5 separate regions of the Mus musculus genome follow, and regions 1, 2, 3 and 5 are each linked to region 4. Evidence: chromatin contacts called from public HiChIP or PLAC-seq and promoter capture Hi-C data. All regions are on one chromosome and are shown on one strand. The core of a region is the stretch at or near the end of the contact, and the rest is flanking DNA. Distances in the headings are between cores, read along the strand shown. Region 1 holds the start of Itfg2 (integrin alpha FG-GAP repeat containing 2). Region 2 has its middle 9.9 kb from the start of Gm52879. Region 3 holds the start of Nrip2 (nuclear receptor interacting protein 2). Region 4 holds the start of Cracr2a (calcium release activated channel regulator 2A). Region 5 holds the start of D6Wsu163e (DNA segment, Chr 6, Wayne State University 163, expressed).

Region 1 (2,700 bases), core at 141-2,640, 860 kb before region 4:
GAACGTAGGACATCTCTGGTCCAGCACCCCCTAAGATGAGAAGCCAAATGTAGATTAGCTTGCACATGTAAAACTAAAGGGTTTTCCTCCTTAAGAGAGTCTCAGTGTGTTTCAGGCTGGCCTCAGACTGCATGTGATTGACAATAATCCTGAACTGCTGCCTCTGCGTCCCTAGCGCCAGGACTACAGGAATTTCTATCGAGTGTCTTTTGTTTTTATTGACTTTTTGTTGGAGATGGGGTCTCATGTAACCAAAGCTGACATAGAATTACACAGCCAAGGCTGATACTGATCTCTTGATCCTCCTGCCTCTGCCTCCCAGGTGCTAGAATTACAGGCGAGCACTACCACATGTAGTTTAACTAACACTCCTGTTGCCTTGATCACATCTCAGAAGAAAGGCAGAACCTGGTTTATCAGGGAAAGTATCCCAAGCAGCCCCAGTCATGAGAATAATGGCCCCACCTAAACTAGAGTAAGGCCACTAGAAACAGGTCTCTTTGTGCTGGGGTGGGGCTACATCATGCCTCGGGTCCAGAATCCCAGCAGCCTTCACTTCCATGGGAACTGCAATAGTGACAAAAGAGCTCTAACATTTTACATCAGACATCTTGGTTTGAATCTCACGTCTACCACTTTCTGCAAAGTTACTCAATCTTGATGAACATGGTTTCCTCACCTGAAGAAACAATAAAGCTTACATAATTTTGCTGATTAAATAATACATGTAAGGTGTGCTTTGCAATAGGTATTTTTCAAACTGCTGCCCATAAAGTACACAGCATAATTTTTTCATTATAATCCAGGGTATATATATATATATATATATATCCCCAAAACAAGGCTTTAACAAAATAACACGATTTACTACTTAGATCTTTTTCTCTTTGTCTGTTTTCATATTTTTAAAATCTTTGTGGTGGCTCTCCTGCTACATGTGTATGTGTGCATCACCTAGGTGCCTGGGAAGCCAGAAGAGGTTGTCTGGCGTCGGACTTCTTAGAACTGGAATTACAGATGGATGGGTGCGAGCACCATGTCGGGGCTAGGAATCTTCCCAGGGTCCTCTACAAGAGCAAGCAGCCAGTGCTCTTAATTGCTGAGCTCTATTTTTGGCCCCTTAAGTTTTGTTTTTGTTTTTTTTTTAACGTGGGTTGTAATCCACTACATTGCGTTGACAACTCCATTAGGGAATTTCATAAAAATTGTTGGAAAACAAAGCTGTTAATTATGACGGCTATTACTATGACCCGAGGGATGGTCTGAATCCCCCTCAGAGAAAAAGGTCAAGCCCCAGGTATCAAGTCAGCTCCTGGCACGGAAGGCCCGCCTCCTCCCCTAAGGTTAGGGGAAGAAAGCCGGAACTCAAGGCTTAAGCGGTGACGTAGACTTCCGGTTCGGTGGCCTGACACGCGTGCACGGCTGTCCTGAGGGCTCGGGGGTCGTTTTGGTGCAGTGGCCCGGCACCTCAGCCCTCCAGAGTGCCATGAGGTCGGTTAGTTATGTGCAGCGCGTGGCGCTGGATTTCAGCGGGAGTCTCTTCCCGCACGCCATCTGCCTCGGAGACGTGGATAACGACGCGGTGAGTGCATGCGCACTGCAAACCACTGCATTTGGGCGGAGCGAGATGGGGGTGGTGGGAACGACACGATGGCGTGTTGTGCGCTTGCGCACTGGAGTCAACATGGCGTGCGGAACAGAAAATTTTGATTGACAGTATCGCTCTGAGACCGTCACTGCAGGAGGCTTAGTTGGGCCAGAGCCTCTAGTAGTTATTTTTTGTTTTAGCTTTAAAATTTATGTGTAGAGTGTTTTGCTTGCATGTGTGTCTGTGTACCGTGTGTGAGCAGTGCCCGTAAAAGCCAGAAGAGGAACGCTGGGTCCCCTAGAACTGGCGTTAGAGACATTTGTGAGCTGCCACTGCTGGGGATTAAACCCCATTCCTCTGGAAGAGCTAATGTCCTATCGCTGAGTCATCACTCCAGCCATATTTTATTTTTTTATCATTAATTTTAAGAAGACAGGTTGTTGGTTCTCTTGCACAGTTCAGTGATTGTCAGGATAGGAGGTTGTAAAAGCCTGTTTCCCGCGTTATTTCCTTTCGTAGCCGCAATTCCCTTGCAAAACATCTTTACATTTCAAAGCCCATTTTTTAACCTGTAAATTGCATTTAATAATATCCCTCTACCTATAGCTTTCCCTCCCCCCCCCCCCATTCCCCATGCTACCATGCTTGCCCACACTCTTGGCTGCTATTGCCACACTGTTGTATTGCTCCTACACTGGAATTAACCGGTAGATATCTCTGCTGCCTCCAACCTACCGCAGATACCCCATAATCAGTGTGGACCATGCGAGGCTTCTACTGTGCCTACCCAGAATTGACTCAGGTGTCTGGCGACTTTGTAGTGTTACCTCTTCGTTGAAATACAAAAGCAATTTCTACCTACTTTTTTTCTTTCCTAGGCAGTTGATGCTTTTCTCGTCATTTAAATAAATAAATGCACATTAAGCAGGTAGAACGATGACAGGCACACAGTTAAGGCTCTGGAACTGTTAGTGTTAACAGTATTAGCAGCCCCACCCCACCCCCGCCGCCAGGCCTACCATAGGAAATATTAAAAAAAAAAAAAAATGGGACTGTACCTAGTATGTTCAGATTTCTTTCTTTCTTTCTTTCTTTCTTTTTTTTTTTTTTTT
Region 2 (2,700 bases), core at 140-2,639, 530 kb before region 4:
GCTACCTGCTGAGTATCTATCATGATAGAAGAGTGCCACTGGCCAGCCACCCTGGTCAGTTCACTGGCTCTGCAGTATAGAACTGTCCTGGGTTGTAGTTTCCTCAGCTACCAATGGCATTAACTCTGCCATTGTGAGAGGTGATCCTTGGAGCTACTCCCAAAAGGTGTCACATGAGGTTGGCCACCCTGACCTTGTTGGAGGTCAAGCTCCAGGCAAGTGCTTTCCTTTTTGTGCGAGCCAGTATTGACCTTGAGTCTCCATCCCCCATGCTGTGGCTAACCCAGAGCTAAACAAGTCACAGTGTTAAAAATAGCCTCACCCTCACTTACATGTCCAGCGTGCTGCTTCTGCGGCGTGGATGGGTGATAGACCGACACTGTCTTCCCAGTTACCAAGTTACCAGTTACTGACATCTTAGTGTAGGTTAATCTTGTAGATATTTTGGCCTCAGAAGGACCCATGTAATGATCCTTTGTTGTACCAATGGGGGCATGTTAAGGTTTTCGGGAGGAAGGAACTTACCAGGCATTTGACAGACATCAGGGGTGAACCGAAGCATGCGCTCAGATCACACTATGTCTGTCTTGCCTCTTGGATGGGCAATACAGCCCAGGGTTCCGGAGGGCCCACTGTTTCTCTCAGGATAGCTGCTTTAGAGTTGACAGTCGCTCAGGTTTCAAGGCCCACAAGCAAACTGGAAGCTAGATGGCCTTCTATAAGACAAGAAGGAAGGAGGCCTTGGGACAGTAGCAGCTAGAGCTCTTTTGAGTCCTCAGTCTTCCAAGGTTGGAAGTAGGGTCTCTGAGGTGTAGGCCGAACTATGAGGCCAGCTGCCTAACAGGAGGGCGACCGCTAGTGAACACGAAGAAGTAGAGAAGATGGATGGGTGAGCCAGTGACTGGTGCCCAGGGCGGAAGGATGAGGGAGGTGGTGTGTGACATGGAAGAGACAGTGATGCTGGCACAGATGGGGGAAGGAGGGGCTGCATGAAGACAAGTGCGCAGCCTGGGGGCCCCTGGCTGTGGCAAGTGACAGGAAGAACAGCTGAAAGGAACCAGAGGAGGAGAGGAGGAAAGGCCACCCAGGACAGTAGGCATGGTCAGGACTGACATCATGCTTTGCTGCCTGCCGATTCAGGCCAATCGCCATTCCAGCCTTTCTGCCCTTTCTCCTAAGCCCTTGGATGGACATCTGGCAGGTCTTCTGTTTTGTGAGGGTGTTGCACTTTTTTTTTTATCTGGCACTCACGACTCCTGTGTGGGTTCTACTTGTGGTCACCTAGTCTCAGTCTGGACTTGTTGGGGAGGGGGATATAGCCCCTGAGACTTCTTGGTGGCCTTGTTGTGGTGCCTGCTCTTCCATGTGCTGGCCACTAGATGGCAGCAGGAAACCTGTTGGTTTTTTCCAGCAGGTTGTTTTACTCAGTCTAGCTTTCCTGGCCATGTGGCCCTCTGCCTCAGTCTCAAATCACATTTGTCACAGGTTCTTAGATGGTTCTGAGGCAAGGCTGAGTGAGATGAAGCCGCATCAGTCTACTTTTGAGAAGTGGCTGTCTCAGGACACTGTCACAGGCTTGGAGGTGGCCTTTCAGCACCCTACCTGTGGCCAAACACCCTTTGTAGGGTGTTCCTGCTGTAGACTACACTCTAGCTGTGCGTTGCAGGGCTGTGTGGGGCCCAGAAGCAGAGAACTGGGCTCTGAGGAAACTGAGACTGCCCACCTCCACCTCAGCTTGGCAGCCTGTGTGGTTGGTGCCAGACATGGAGGGAGGGGTCATGCCTAGGGCAGGACTAGCCTGGGAAGAGCAGTGCTGTAAGATCAAGGACAGAGCTTTCCTGCAGCAGGGACATACAGCACTAGCAAACTCCCTGGAAGCTCAGCTTGAGTCCAGAAGTGGGCGGAGTCTGCCGATTTCATGGCCCATCTACTCCCAGCAACCCCTGGGTGTAGTCCCCCATCCCACAGCTGGTCATAGCCACGTGTAGCCTTAGATCTCTGCAGGGTAGTCCCACAGGATGCCAAGCCACACCCCATTTCAGGTTCAGTCTTCAGTGCTCTGAGTGTTGTTTCTGGGTCTGCAGTTTTTGTCTGGCGTCAGGGCTCATATGTCTTTCCTACAGTTTTGTGTCAAGGACTGGGCTGTCCTCTTGAGACCCATGGCGTGAACTGGAGTCTCAGAGAGGTCAAGGGTATTTTCAACGTTTCCAAGATAAAACGCTGAACTGGCCATTGATCCGGAGGCTGGGACATTTTTTATTCTTCCTGTAATGATCAGCTTTGCACGTGGCGGGGTTAGTGGGTGAAAGAGAAATTCTCCCAGGATGCCAGAAATGGGGACACGATCTGTCACCACCCCCACCTACTACCTCTAAGTACCCTATTAGTCTGTACCCCAAACATAGCCAGGGATGGGACCCTAGTTGTTCTATGGAGATACCAGGTGGCCCCAGCTGCCAGAGCCTTCCGCTGGTTAGTGATGCTATGTAGGCATCTGGTAGGGGATGAGAGTGTTTGGTGGTGTGCCTTGCACTTCTAACTGGCCTATCGAGCTAGTGTTGCTGCCCAGACCCTACCCATGGTAGTTGCTCTCTCTGGGACCCCATTCTAGGTGGCCTCCCCGTGTGGAAGCACTGTCCACGATGGGGGCAATGGTGGCATGACTTCATGTCAGTGCCCTCTGCTGGGTATTTTTGAGGT
Region 3 (2,700 bases), core at 127-2,626, 840 kb before region 4:
TAGTGTTGCTATTAGCTAGGCAATGTCACAGTGCTAAGTATGTGGAAGCCTAGGTGACCTGTTTACCAGGTGGATGCTCGCAACTTTATTCCTTTCTAACAGATGGAGATAACAAGGCACAGAGACAACTTTCCAAATTACAGCCAGAATTTGGTCCCAAGCAAGGTGGTTCCAAAGCCCGTGCTCTTAACCATTATATCCCTGGGGGCAAAGACTGCACGCTGACCCTAGCCCCCCTTACCTCCTCATTGTCACCCTCGGCCTGTTCCCTCTGGGGGGCCAAAATTGCTGCAGTGGTTTGGGAGGAAGGGACATAAGGACACAGACAGGTCCAGGTCAGAGCCATATGAACCCCTGATTGCCCAGGAGACCCTCAGTAAGTGGGTGATAGGGGGGAAAGGGCAAAAGTGGGGGCAGGTCTGAGGAATGGGGCAAATTCGTGGGCAGCTTTGAAGGAATCTAGAAGTAGGAGTCATAACCCCGGGGTGACGGATCCTCTAGGCCTTACTGTCCTTATGTGTCCATTCCCTGGGAATCCCGGGTCCTCTAGGCTGCGCTGAACAACATGACTCTCCACTACCCCAGGATAGCCTTGGGCTTTAAGGGGGGAAAACGGTGGAAGCTGAGTTATGAGCCCAGGGACCCTCACTGCCACCAGGCCAAGAAACATTCCCAATGAAGGATCTGGGGAGGATTGGGGGGCTGCAAGTTGGCAGAAACATCTTTCCCATCTCAACAGGAGAAAGAAATTTGAAGATTGAGGCTCTGCCCTTTAGACCACCTCCCTTCACCCCAAACACAGGATATGAAGAAGAGGAGAGAAAGGGTCAGGGTCCTTACCAGGTCCTTAGAGGTGCCGAGTCTCTTGAGGCTGTCCAGGGGCAGCAGGTCAGCCGAGTCCTTGTGCAAGAACTGGGTGGCCTGTTTGAGTTGGCGCTGCTGGCTCAGGTGGGCTCGGTCCCGAAGCGAAGCTTCCTGTTCTTTCCTGGAGTCTCCCTCATCTCTCCTGGCCTCTTGCCCGGTGCTCATGGTCTTCTGTGGAAAGCAGACAGGGTGTATGGGAGTCTCTCTCCACCTCCTTTTTGCTCCCAGCTCCCCCTATAGCTTCTGCCTTTCTCTGTCTCCGGACTGCGGCTCTCCCTCTGACAGGAGGGTCTCAGCAGGAAGAAAAGAAGAAATAAATAAATAATAGGCGAGAGCAGCGCGTCAGACACCAGTTTCCAGAGATTGCAGTAGAGGGAGCGAGGTTCCGGCTGGAAAAACCCAGCCCTAAAGGAGAGGGAGGGCGAGCAGGGCCTGCAGCTGGTAGGCTGCAAAGCCTGCAGCTCTGGGGTCCTGCTCAGAGTGGGTGGTGGATGGTTGTGTGTGTGTGTGTGTGTGTGTGTGTGTGTGTGTGTGTGTGTGTGTGTGCGCGCGCGCGCGCACGCGGGTGTTGTAAACTGTCAGGAGGCTGTGCCAAGTCATCAGAGAGAGGTGAGTGCCATTGTGTGGGGGCGCATGTTTGGTATGTGTGGGGAAGCAGGCATGCATGTCCCTTGTCTCTTGTGTTTTGTGGACCGGCTCTGCTGTCCCCTTCCAGTCTCTGAACAGTCAGCCACCCAGCTCTTTTCTCATGCTGCTGTCCTTTGCTACTAGGGTTTGAGGTGCTGGCCAGAGAGGGACAGTATGAGAGTGGCCTCCCCACCTCTCCTCCATCTGCCATCAGCCACCCTCCTTGCTTGGCCTCTCCCTGTCAGTCCCAATATCTCTCTCGAATTGCAAAGAGATCAGGAACGTTCTAGTAATACTCACCTCTGAGATCTTCCCTGTTAGACGCTGAAGTCCCAGTGATTCCATGATGAGGAATTCTGGGAATGTTCTGGGCCTAATACATCTCTCCAACTGGGTTAGTCTGTGACTCACCTTGGTCCTCTCCCATCAGAATCCCAACTACTTGGGAAGGTGAGACAGGAGGATCACAATTCAAGGCCTGCCTGGACTACAGTGTGAGTTCACTCTCAGGCTTTCAATTTAGTGAAATATATATATATATATATATAATTTGTTTATTATATGTAAGTACACTGCATCTATCTTTGGGCACACCAGAAGGCATCTGATCTCATTACAGAGGGTTGTGAGCTACCATGTGGTTGCTGGGATTTGAACTCAGGACCCTGGAAAAGCAGTCAGTTAAGAGACCTCAGTTAAGAGCAGCTCTTAACCGCTGAGCCATCTCTCCAGTCCAATTTAGTGAAATCTTAAAAATAAAAAGAAGGGGGCTGAAGAGGTGGCTCAGTAGCTAAGAGCATTGGCTGCTCTTCTGGAGGACCAGGGCTCAATTCCCAGCATCCACATAGTGGCTCACAACTGTCTGCAGCTCACAACTATCTGTAACCCCAGTTCCAGGGGGTCCATGGCACCAGACATGCCCGTGGTACATATATACATATACATGTACATATGCACAGAGGCAAAATACCCATACACATAAAATAAAAATAAAAAGAAGGGTTGATGTCCCAGAGAAGGGGGATGCTAGTGGGGTGAGCACCCTCTTAGAGGCAAAGGGGAGGGGGGTTCATGGAGAGGAGACAAGGAAGAGGGATAATATTTGAAATATAAACAAAAAGATTAATAAATAAAAAACAAAACAAAAAATTAAAATAAAAAGAAGGGCCTGGAAAGATGGCTTGGGACTTAAGAGTGTTTACTGCTAGC
Region 4 (2,700 bases), core at 152-2,651:
CCCTCCAAGAGCATCCACACTTAGCTTCTTCCTCAAGATCTGAAGGCCACATCTGGCTTGTCATGCCTGCCCCGCTCCTTCCAGAAGGAACAGCACCACCTCCTCCAGACCCCCCGAGCATCGCAGTGTAATATTTCAGAAAAGCCAAGGGACCTCTGGGTCACACCTCTTTATTTTTTAATTTCTTTTTTTTTTTTTTTAGCATCCCCAGACAAAACATTGTAGGGTAGCTTTCATAGACGACTATTATCCATAAGGACATGCATATTCATTCCTCCTAAAGAGGGCCATGAACCTGACCCCTCAAACTGAACTCTGACTTTGTGTGGACACACTGTCCTGGCTGCACACCCCTTTGCCTGCATCACTGATAACACTACTTCTTATGTACCAGCTTCTTCCAGAAATAAGGGACTCACCACCTTATGCGATGTGCCAATCAGGTTCTACCTCTTGGCCTGTCACCTTTGTAGACAGCCACTCATTGACACTTTCTGCCTTCTGAAGTCAAAGGCTAATACAGTAGGGATCCCTGGTTTCCTCCACAGAGGCAAACTGGGCAGGTTCCCTTTAGGGGTTGTGTGGTTAGTGGGAAGACGTGTGGATTGTGAGACTTTCCTGAAATCAAGGGTAGACATCACTGTGCTCTGGTACACAATTATGTGGTACACACGTATGTGCTTACACACAATACACACGCGCACACACACACACACACACACACACACACACACACACACACCACATCTGGGACAGATACAGCACAAGGTCATTGAGTCATACAGCCAGATCACAGGACAAATGGGGATCAGGAGGAAGCTACACCCCAGGATCCCTCCACCTCATCTCTCCCTCTGCTCTGGGAAGTTTTTGGTCTTTTTTTTTTTTTTTTTTTTTTTTTTTAACTGTCTCTCTGAGTTTATTTCCCTGTGAGGTAGCAATTCTTACCCCTGTGCTGGGCCCACGTGCCAGCGGCTCCCAGCAGCTCCCCCTGCTGTCCAGCAGTGTGAATTTCTAGTCACTTCACCAATAAAGTCTTAGTTTCCTCTGTAAAACAGTCTGGGTGTGACTGAAGGGTCCGAGGGGATGGGGGCTCTTTCTAAACCCTGGTGCTCCTAAGCTTTTATAGTCCCTTTTAGGGTGCAGGGCAGAGGGCCTAACCAGGCCTGGGGAAGCCAAGGCTGGGATGCTTGTCCCAGGGTGCATGCAGTCCAGGCCAGCCTCTCCTTGTGTTTTGCTGGTCTGCAGGAAGTGCGTTCTCTGCTGCCCAGCAGAGGGTTTGGGGCGAAGCCTCCCAAGACCTTCCTCCGATTACCTGCAGGGGCGTCCAGTGCGGCTGTCCGAGTTGTCCCCCTGCCTTCTGACTCGCAGCTGTCAGGAATTCGCCGGCCAGCCGGATCTGGTCCGCTGTCCCCGCCTCCGGCTGCATGGCTGGTCCAGCCCCAGCAGCGCCCCACTGCGCGCGCTCCAGGATCTACACCATACCGTGGTGTCCCAGCTTAGCGAAGCAACTTGTGACTGACTACTAAAGCCTGCAGTCTGGGTGGCGAGGGCGGGGCCGTCGCTGACTGGAGCCCAAGACTTCCTGTGCCCCCTCTTTGCTGGTCTTTGCCTTAGAGGACCCTTGCTCAATGAGCCAAGGGAGTCTGTCTCCAGAGCCTCTCTTTGCACTAAAAGCCAGGCACCAGTCTGGGCTTTGTGGACCTGCTAGAGAGAACTCATTCACCCTGAAAAACCGGCTTCAGCTGCTCTCTTTGCACTTAGAAACCAAGGGGATTTTGTTCTTGATGCTTGTCTGATCTTATGTATTCTAGGGTGGGCAGGAATGCGTGCTCAATTAAAGTCCATGCAACACGTGCCTTTAAACAAAGTATTCAATAAATCTTCAAAAACTTCCATGCTTGAAGATAGCCCTTCAGCCGAGTCCACTGCTCCCTACCAAGCTGTAAGCTCATCTTCCAGTTTCGCCACTCGACCCTCAAACATACAGCTCTGCACCAAAGCTGCTACCTGTTGCAAATACCAGGTGCCTTTTCTGGCTGCTAAGACCTCTATCTTTACCCAGAATTCCCCTCTTTCTTCTTTTCCCGTTGGAAACCTACCCATCCAGGCTCCATGAAATATCAGTTTAGGGACCTTTCCCCAAACACTGCCCCTCAGCAGAAGGTCTGTCCTCCTCTGGCAAGTTTATCTATTAGCCATCGCCCCCATACACACACACCCTACACACATAGAAACACACTCTAAACCCAGATCACAAAGAGACACCCACACTCATTGGTACCAATTACTACAATGTATCCTTTCTGCTTGCAGCCGGCCAGTGGCTAGTTCACCATCCCACCCCACCGCAGGAGCCTCAGAAGGGGCCAATATCCTCTCATTCCTTCCCTCAGCGTCTCCTCCTCTGTGCCCTGGTTTTCCCTTCTCAGTCCTGGAGAAGGCTTGCTTGTGTCAGCCCCCAGAGTTGGAATGGAACAAGATGACACATAAGCTTGAGACCCAGCCAGCTAGGTAGCAAATCTGGGTCTCTAGGATGTGTCAGATGGATCGCTCACCTTTCTCAATCAGCTAAACTAAGAAAAGAGGCATTTTCATCACCACCGCCCAAGACAAGGAGGGACGGCAGGACTCATCTTGATGCAAAGCCACTTCATCTCCGTTCTACAGAGGAGAAAACGGAGACCAGAGACACCAAGT
Region 5 (2,700 bases), core at 71-2,570, 620 kb after region 4:
ATCTTTTATGGTCCTTGAAGATACTAAGGAGGCTGCTATAAGAGAAATTTCATTACTGGTCCAACCCAGCTGTGGACTCTATGAACTCTACTAACCTGCCAGGCAAGACATGCTCATCTGGGCACTAGGGTACCATTATGAGGGTATCCAATTTGCTCTGACTGGATTTGAGGTCAGCTCTATAGGAGCATACCCCTGCCTGGCACTATGATTCCTGTTGGAAACCCATAGCAGGGAAGATGATGGGCCCTGGGGGGGAACATAAATACTGTTGTTCAGTTAAATGGACACTGTCAAACCACCATGTCTATACCCACGACAAGTGCTACTCCCAGACTTAATCAGAGAATTGTCTCTTTCCAGTGAACTATAATGAATGTACAGACTCCAGGTGCCACAAGGTGAGAACATGTGATGGATGGGGACTCGGCCCTAAACAAGGCATTTATACCACCTCTGTGAAGGTTCAAGGAACACTGCAGAATAGGAAGTGGAAAAATAGAGGAACCAGATCATAGAGAGGAAGACAAAATGCCACCTTCTGACAAGACGCTGCCATTACAGCAGTAAACTCACTGCAGTGTCAGAGGTCTGCATAAGATTAGCCTCAGCAGCAGCAGAGGGAAGAGAGAAGACGACTCAGAATGACCCATGTGTCATTAAGGAACTGTTTTCTATGGGCAGATTCAGGAAAAGGGAAGTTATTTTTCAGTTGTGTGCCCACGGGTGCCCCCACCAGGCTCCAATGAGTAGTCGCAATTCAATAGTCTGGTCTAATTAAGATATAGGGTCACAAAAACAAACAAAACCAAACCAAAACAAAAAAAACCCAACGACATGAATCTAGAAAGGGGACTGGTGGAAATGCAGAGATTAGAGGGATGGGCAAGTTAGTAGGGACAGGTGCGACATAAGGTGAGACAGTAATTAGAATACATTGTAACATGAAACAGAACAAAACCAATAAAAACACACGTTTTCATGTTACTCTTTGTTCCTGTGGTCTGTTGCTCTCAGGATACAATTCATCGTAATCCAGTTTACGTCTCCGAATTCTCTGGGTGTGCCTACACCCTGTCAGAGCAACATGCAAAACGACAAGCCTAGTTGACCACAAACACTGAACTGGCAATGGCAAGCTGCACTCCAGCACTTTAGATGGCCCTTAGAAGACTCCTTCTGTTCTTTAAGTCTGTACCAGATACCGTCATTGGGTCCTCCACACTGAAGGGGCTTCTTCGCTGTGGGCTCGAACTCACCTCTCTCATCAGACACCAAAGCACACTTGGAGCTGTCAACGCAGAACTGCCCAAATAAGTCAGCTGACTTCTTGCTTTTTTTTTTTTAACCTCCAATAGATCCACTTTGGCAGATTCGGAACTCATGTTTCTCTTTCCTCAAGCGCCAAGGAAAACGCCTATCCAAGACCCCCTTTGTTCCAGTTATTTTTAAGTTAGTCATTCTAAATATTGGAGGCGTGTCGCTATTTTTATATTGTATTTTAGACTCGGTACCAAATCGCAATTGTGACGAAAGTGCAGTATCAAAACAAAAGCTAAGTCTGAGCAGACAGGATCCAGGATGGCGTGCCCGGGCCACGGTGTGTGTGCGCAGGCGCCCTCTCTTCAGCACGCAGGCGCCGCCTCAGGCAGGCGAGCGGTGATTGGCGGGCTGGCGCAGCGGGGCGTGGAGCGCGACGTCTGGTTTTCGGCGGGAATTGAAACCGCCACAGCTGCTCCCCAGCTCCAGAGCACTGCTGCTCTAGGCAGGGCACCATGGTGCGTCCTATCAGGTGAGTGGTTGGTGACGTCCCGCGGGGCAGAGAGGAAGGACGGGGACGATGGGGGCCACTGTCATGCATGGTTGCGGGAGAGGACGAGATCCGACAGAGGGCAGCGCGATTGGGTGGGTGCTCGTCGCCAGTCTCCGGTGAGAGCCACCCGCTGCTCAGAGGAGCCCGCCTGGCATCTCGCTTGCCGCCCCTCGGCCTCCTTCTGCAGCTGTCGCCCCTGAGTCACCCCACTCCAGAGGGACCTGGTAGGCTAGCATTTGAGTCGCGCTTAACGCGACAGCGAGCGACCGCGTTAAGTGGCTGTCATACGTTGAGCGATACAGAAAAAGCAGGTGTGCCTATTCCCTCAAATCCCTAGGCAGAGAGGCCCATTTAACTTCCAGCTCAAGCCGTGGTGCCCTGTCACATGACCCCCAGTTCCTATCTGCTTTCCTTTAGACTGTTGGAATCTCTCTGTGATCACAACCGGGATGCCAGGCTGGCCATCCATTTAGTAGAATGACTGAATATAGCTGAGACTATGGCCCAGTGGTCCAGTGATTGCCTAGCAGATGAGAGGCCCCCAGCTTCAAACCCCAGTCCTGCAAAACCAAACAACAATAAACTTAGTGAATTCTCCTAGGCCTGTATTGTACTAAGAGCTGGAGGCTACACTCTATTGGAAGAGGGGTGGGGAGAGATAAGGGGGAGTAACAAAATAAACACCACAATGTAACATAGGAGGAAGGAGAAAAGCCTTACTTTAAATCATATGAACGCGTTACCTAGGTAAAATGTAAGGGGCATTCACATGAAATAGGAGCCAAAGCCCAAGGTTCACCATGTTTGAGAAGCAGATTGAAGGTGTGGGATGAACAAGCATGTGGATGGATTGAGGACTGAGTCAGATAGATTACAAAGCAGTTGTA

Evidence for each region. Promoter capture Hi-C pulls out the DNA fragments that hold promoters and counts their contacts. HiChIP or PLAC-seq counts read pairs in DNA pulled down with a chosen protein or histone mark. Capture Hi-C pulls out chosen DNA fragments and counts their contacts.
Region 1: a contact with region 4 is called in a promoter capture Hi-C map of pre-B cells, with 4 times the contacts expected there. The contact joins the promoter of Itfg2 here to the promoter of Cracr2a in region 4. A contact is called at or near these places in 2 of 39 promoter capture datasets (cranial neural crest and pre-B cells) and 1 of 484 Hi-C or Micro-C datasets (CD4 T cells).
Region 2: a contact with region 4 is called in an H3K27ac HiChIP or PLAC-seq map of embryonic stem cells, with 4 times the contacts expected there. The contact joins the enhancer-like site here to the promoter of Cracr2a in region 4. A contact is called at or near these places in 6 of 39 promoter capture datasets (the 3T3-L1 cell line, cranial neural crest, frontonasal cranial neural crest and 3 more), 2 of 484 Hi-C or Micro-C datasets (Sertoli cells and pro-B cells), 2 of 115 datasets of contacts at active chromatin or transcription factors (embryonic stem cells and pancreatic cancer cells) and 1 of 9 other capture datasets (embryonic stem cells).
Region 3: a promoter capture Hi-C map of hippocampal neurons shows a contact between it and region 4, with 4 times the contacts expected there. The contact joins the promoter of Nrip2 here to the promoter of Cracr2a in region 4. A contact is called at or near these places in 4 of 39 promoter capture datasets (cranial neural crest, hippocampal neurons, maxillary cranial neural crest and 1 more).
Region 5: a promoter capture Hi-C map of liver shows a contact between it and region 4, with 4 times the contacts expected there. The contact joins the promoter of D6Wsu163e here to the promoter of Cracr2a in region 4. A contact is called at or near these places in 3 of 39 promoter capture datasets (liver and pre-B cells), 2 of 484 Hi-C or Micro-C datasets (CD4 T cells and regulatory T cells), 2 of 115 datasets of contacts at active chromatin or transcription factors (memory CD8 T cells and microglia) and 2 of 9 other capture datasets (adipose tissue and liver).

Annotation. Positions count from the first base shown.
Region 1 is chr6:128,423,600-128,426,299 of GRCm38.p6, reverse strand. It overlaps Itfg2 (integrin alpha FG-GAP repeat containing 2), which reads left to right and starts at 1,390. Exons shown (of 12, transcript NM_133927.1): 1 at 1,390-1,582. The coding sequence starts at 1,487.
Region 2 is chr6:128,090,365-128,093,064 of GRCm38.p6, reverse strand. It overlaps a transcript of Tspan9 not described here. Among named protein-coding and RNA genes, the nearest start is that of Gm52879, 9.9 kb to the left of the region's middle. Within about 2 kb of position 1,389, at least 59 of the 459 cell types and tissues checked have an H3K27ac peak or open chromatin away from gene starts, as enhancers often do. A contact at or near this core is called in embryonic stem cells, where this site is marked.
Region 3 is chr6:128,398,442-128,401,141 of GRCm38.p6, reverse strand. It overlaps Nrip2 (nuclear receptor interacting protein 2), which reads right to left and starts at 1,376. Exons shown (of 6, transcript NM_021717.2): 1 at 841-1,376. The coding sequence starts at 1,029.
Region 4 is chr6:127,560,037-127,562,736 of GRCm38.p6, reverse strand. Cracr2a (calcium release activated channel regulator 2A) reads right to left here and starts at 1,401. Exons shown (of 19, transcript NM_001368877.1): 1 at 1,316-1,401.
Region 5 is chr6:126,938,586-126,941,285 of GRCm38.p6, reverse strand. D6Wsu163e (DNA segment, Chr 6, Wayne State University 163, expressed) reads right to left here and starts at 1,320. Exons shown (of 14, transcript NM_138594.3): 1 at 1,260-1,320. Rad51ap1 (RAD51 associated protein 1) reads left to right here and starts at 1,699. Exons shown (of 9, transcript NM_009013.4): 1 at 1,699-1,792. The coding sequence starts at 1,776.